Regions from separate parts of the Sus scrofa genome. Here region 1 is linked to region 2. The links are chromatin contacts, called in public Hi-C maps. All regions are on one chromosome and are shown on one strand. Each heading gives the region's core, a stretch centred on a gene start, on an enhancer-like site or on the middle of the called end of the contact. The rest is flanking DNA. Distances are from core to core; before and after follow the strand shown. Region 1 has its middle 99 kb from the start of EGFL6. Region 2 overlaps LOC110257721 (a long non-coding RNA gene).

What was found. A called contact is a pair of places that touch in the nucleus more often than the background predicts.
Region 1: a contact with region 2 is called in a Hi-C map of retroperitoneal adipose tissue, with 2.4 times the contacts expected there. The contact joins two enhancer-like sites. A contact is called at or near these places in 8 of 47 Hi-C or Micro-C datasets (mesenteric adipose tissue, omental adipose tissue, psoas muscle and 3 more) and 1 of 2 datasets of contacts at active chromatin or transcription factors (skeletal muscle).

What each region holds. Positions count from the first base shown.
Region 1 is chrX:10,118,232-10,120,931 of Sscrofa11.1, forward strand. No RefSeq gene overlaps it. Among named protein-coding and RNA genes, the nearest start is that of EGFL6, 99 kb to the right of the region's middle. Within about 2 kb of position 1,445, at least 36 of the 83 cell types and tissues checked have an H3K27ac peak or open chromatin away from gene starts, as enhancers often do. A contact at or near this core is called in retroperitoneal adipose tissue, where this site is marked.
Region 2 is chrX:9,790,861-9,793,560 of Sscrofa11.1, forward strand. The region is part of intron 2 of LOC110257721 (a long non-coding RNA gene); the gene reads left to right. Among named protein-coding and RNA genes, the nearest start is that of TMSB4X, 140 kb to the left of the region's middle. Within about 2 kb of position 1,406, at least 9 of the 83 cell types and tissues checked have an H3K27ac peak or open chromatin away from gene starts, as enhancers often do. A contact at or near this core is called in retroperitoneal adipose tissue, where this site is marked.

The DNA of each region.
Region 1 (2,700 bases), core at 195-2,694, 330 kb after region 2:
GCTTTTCGTGTGAACTGCTGGAAGAATGAAGCTTCCGTTTGCTGACACGTAGAAACCTGAGGGGGCTAAACATGTGAAAGGTGGGGTAGAAAACACGGGTTTGATCTGGCGTGTTCTAAATTTGGAGTGCCTATTAGATACCCATGGGGCAATGTCAAGTAGGCCACTGGAGATCAGAGTCCAGAAGGGAGGTCTGAGTTGGAGACATAGTACTTGTTGGTGTCAACTCCATGCTTTCTGAAACTCCGTGTGTTCTAAGCCCCAGTGGTAAATGACATAGTCCAGCCAAAAAGCTCTAGATTTACAATAGATTTTTCTAGCCTGAGACAATGTATAAACAAGTAAAACATAAAACCATGATGGGTTTAAGTACAACTCATCTTCAAATGAAATCTGTGGATGTGTTTTTGCAGCCAGGACAAGTATATTCCAAAAATATTCCAAGGATCAAATTAAGACACCCAGTCAGCTAGATCCAGTAATAACTAGTCCCCCTCCCTCCATATCTCCATGTCTTTGTGTAAGAAACAAATCAGTGAAATTGAACTTCATCAGAATTTAAATCTTTTGTTCATCAAAGGACATTATCAAGAAAATGAAAAGACGACCTATAGAAAAATAAAATATTTGCACATCACATATCTGATAAGGGGCTGATGTCCAGAATATATAAAGAGCTCTTAAAATGCAACAACCAAAAAAAAACCCCAGTTTTTTAAAATGAGCAAAGAACGTGGATAGACATTTTTCCTAAGAAGATATACAAATAGCCAACAAGTACCTGGAAAGATGCTTGACATCAATATTCATTAGGGAAATGCACTTCAAAACCATATTGAGATAGCACTTTAAACATACAAGGATGGCTATAATCAAAAGAGTGGAAGATAGAGGGTAGTAAGGATAAGGAGAAATTGAAACCATTGTGCATTACTGGTAGGAATGTAAAATGGTACAGCCAGTGTGGAAAACAATTTGGCAGGTCCTCTCGAAGTTAGAGAATTGCCATAAGACCCAATGGTTCCACTCCTAGATCTATACTCAGGAAGACGGAAACAGAGACCTAAACAAACACTTGTGCACCATTGTTTACAGCAGCACTAGTAACAATATCCAAAAGATAGAAACAGCCCAGATATCCATCAGCAGGTGAACGGAGAAACAAAATGTTGTGTATACATATGATGAATATTAGGAAGCCATAAAAAGATATGAAATGCTCATATGAGTCACATAATGGATGAACCTTGAAAACATGATGCTAAGTGGAAGAAGGCAGACACAAAAGACTGTACAGTATGTGATTCTATTTATATGCAATATCCAGAATAATAAATCCATAAAGGAAGAAAGTAGCATGTTGGTTGCTCAGGGCTGAGGGGAGAGGAAGAAATAGAGAATGACGGTTTTATGGCTACAGGGGCTTCTTTGGGGATGATGAAAATATTCTGGAACTAGACCAAGGTGGTGGTTACACAACATGGCAGAGGGACCGAAGGCCACTGAGCTGTTCCCTTTAGAGTGGTTGGTTTCACATTACATGAATTTCATCTGAATTTTTTTAAAAACTAAAAATTAGGATTGGCAGCAGAAAAAGGCTTGAAGGGCAAATGTCAGAGGCAGACCCTGCCTTTGCAGCAGGAAGCCATTCTTCCATAAATCTTCATAAATAAGCCCTGGGGTCTCCAGTACAGACACAGTTATCACCACCATCTCCTTTAGGCCACAAGAGCCAACACTTCTCTAAAAAAAGCAAGCATCACAAGTTGGTTGTTTCCCTGATTTATATCTGTTGCATTTCTGTTTTCTCTCGCTTACCATGGCCGAAGTGTTTGGAAAATAACTTGTACCCAACTAAGCGGAATAGCCTGATGCCTTGTTTACCGAAAAGGAAAATGAAAGAGACAGAAAGGCAGGACTGAGCACACTGTGCCTTTGAAAGCACAGACTGTACAGGGAGGAACGTGCTGCTATTTCCAGTCTTGTGTGGGTGTGTGGATAACAGGCCTCTGGAAACAGCTGTTTAACAACAGAATGGGGGAGTCTCCTGGGACTCACAGACCCACCCTCTCCAGTGAACCGAAGGAAAGTTCCGAGAGCTTGGGGCGTTCAGTGCATTGAAGCCATTCGAAATGGGGATTCAACGCTGGGGTTTGATTGCGCTGTCGTGTTTAGCTAGGCTTTGTTCCCTCTGTTCAAAAGAATGACTCCAGGAAACTGAAAAGCCAAACCAGAAACAGACAGGGTGTACTTTCCAGAAGAATAAGTGTCCTCAAAGCCACTTCTGCAGGGATCCAGCCTCCCTCTGGGGGTCTGACAATCTGCCCACTTGTGGAAGGAAACTGACTTGAATTGGAAGAGCAGTTGACCCCTGAGCAAACTTTTGTTTTAGGATCCAGCATTAAACACAAACTCTTTGTGAGGATGAGGAATAGAACATGATTTGAAGACCGAACTTGCTCTCATTTTTGTTTGAATGAATCATAAGACCCACCTTCAAAGCATGTCCCCATGCACTGAAAAGTGAAACCACCCCATTTCCATGCAGCTACAGAGAACACACCATAAATAGGACCAGAAGTGGTGGTTTGTTAAAAGCTGGGTAAAAGCTGATTTTTGTTTTGCCTATAAAACCTTGTGTCTTGGAGTTCCCGTCGTGGCGCAGTGGTTAACGAATCCAACTAGGAACCATGAGGTTGC
Region 2 (2,700 bases), core at 156-2,655:
CCTCCGGCAGAGGGAACCACAGACAGACTCATTGCCTTCCCCAGGCTCCTAACTTGAGTTGACCCACTTTGTTGCTCAATTTCTGAAGTCCCGTGCCCTTAACGAGGGTCCAATACGCAAAACTGACTGAGCGGGCAGACACAAAATTGCAGGGTTTTTGTTTTGTTTTGTTTTGTTTTCCGTTTCAGGGCTGCACCCACCACGTATGGAAGTTCCCAGGCTAGGGGTCAAATCAGAGCTGCAGCTGCTGGCCTACGAACACAGCCACAGCAACCAGATCTGAGCTGCCTCTGCAACCTATACCACAGCTCATGGCAACACCGGATCTTTAACTCACTGAGCTAGGCCAGGGATGGAACCCGCATCCTTGTGGATACTACTTGGATTCTTTATCACTGAGCCATGATGGAAACTCCAGAATTGCAGTTCTGGACCTAAGCTTTGGAGGCCCAAGAGTTTGATTCCAGTACTGTGTCTGCTATGTACACGTAACTGCACCTGCTGTATCTCAGTTTCCTCATCTGCACAGTGGGTAAGACTTAACTTACCTACTCTGCAGAATTGTTTAAGGATGAATAAAAATTGTATGTTAAAAGTGTTTGTTGTGGAGTCCCATGGTAGCTTAGTGGTTAAGGCTCTGATGTTGTGTCACTATGGCTCGGGTATGATCCCTGGCCTGGGAACTTGTGCATGCCATGGGCACAACCAAAAAGAAAAAAAAAAAAAAAAAGTTTATTATAGTCAATGTGGTTATTATTATCATGAAAAGCTACCCGATCCTGGATGCCAACTGAAACGGATGCTTCGTATCCACTAAGTCACATCCTGGGAAGAGCCACATAGCTGTTGGTCATTAGGAGTGTGTGTGACAAATACATGACGTGCATGGCAACATCCATTCATCTCTTTGTTCATGCTCACAGAACCTCAATAGTGTTTACAGAAGCAGCATGCCCAGCTCTGGTCTTCAGACCCTCTTGTGACCGAATTCAGGCAGAGAGACCCAAGAAGTCTTTTGGGGACAGGAGTGAACTCTGGAAAGCTGTTGCTTCTGTGATAACAAGAGACTGAGCTAGCCTGTGTGGCCTTTCCCTCTTCTCGCCCCATAGTCCTCCTGCCTTGCATACCTAAGTGGTGCTTAGAACCTGGAAAGTGAGAGAAAGGAGATGTGCAGGGACATGGCTCCAGCTCTGATAGGGTAGCGCTCTTTGATCTGACTCTCGATGCCTGCTGATCTCCAAACTTCCTGTTAAATGAGAAATTCCTCTAGGTTTCAGCCACTCAAATGTGGTTTTCAATGACCTGTGGCTAAACCCAGCATGAAGCAATGCCATGTACATGGAACAGCAAGTGATGAGTCCTAAGGTCAACTGCGGACTTTGGGTGATGAACATGTGTCAGTGTGGGTTCATCAGTGGTGACAAATGCATCACTGTGCTGAGTGCCATTGGTCACAGCGGAGGCCGTGTGCCTGTGGGGGCAGGGAGATTGGGGAAAATCGCTACTTCCTCTCAGTTTGGTTTCGAACCTAAAACTGCTTAAAAAAGAAAATTAGTCTTCTTTTTAGAAGAGAAAAGAACTGTGTCTGAAAAAGTTTGAAGTTTGATAACTCACTGAATGCCACCTTCTCTATGAAAGCCCAGAGGCTCTAAATTCTGGGGCCTGGCTTTCCTAACTGGAACAACAGTTGCCTCTGTAATCCTCTCTCTGGCCCTCCCTCCAAAAAGGAGTTTTTTTATAAACATGGTCTTCAATGGCCAACTTTTCAAAATCAAGCTTTTAATTAGGGCTCCAAAGTAAAGTTGGTTCTTGACATGGAGTGGCTGTTCTCAATTCACTGAGCCCTGTTATTCCCATAAATTATAGAAACAGCATGGAATTTAAAACAGCCATGCGAACTTAACTGATTCATTAAATCAAAAATTTAATGGGTACCTATTAAGTTCCAGGCTTTGAGAAGATAAAACACTTGGCAATCACAGTCTAGGGAAGAAGATAGACTCGGAAATAATTAATTTCTTTTTCTTTTCTAGGGCCACTCCCCTGGCATATGCAGGTTCCCAGGCTAGGAGTCTAATCAGAGCTGTAGCTGCTGGCCTACGCCAGAGCCACAGCAACGTGGGATCCGAGCCGCGTCTGCGACCTACACCACAGCTCACAGCCACGCTGGATCCTTAACCCACTGAGGGAGGCCAGGGATCAAACCTGCAACCTCATGGTTACCTTTTGGATTCGTTTCTGCTGTGCCACAACGGGAACTCCCGGAAATAATTGATTTCCAAAAGGCCAGGTGGAAAAATAGCTTTGTGGTTACTCCGAATGAGAAGATGAGAGATCTGACTTATTTATGTATTTCTAAACATTTCACTTTTCCTCTAGGGAACATATATGGACGTAGGGAGCCCAGACAATTCCTCAGACGTTAAACAAAATCCTTTGTTGGATAATAAACCCTGCATGTTGATTTGAAAAATATGGTTACTGGGTTTGACATAGCCTTTGGGGTGGAGACAGACAGAGGTCACGGAGTTAATGTTAGACATTGGCTTCTCTCAGACCCTACCCAGCTCACAGATCTTAGAGATGACCTAAGCTATCTCCCCACTTCTCAGGTGAGGAAATTGAGTCCCAAACAGGTGTATGGCCAAGGAGAACTTGATCCCAAGGTGCTGAGTTAAAACTTGTGGTCCAGAAACCCTC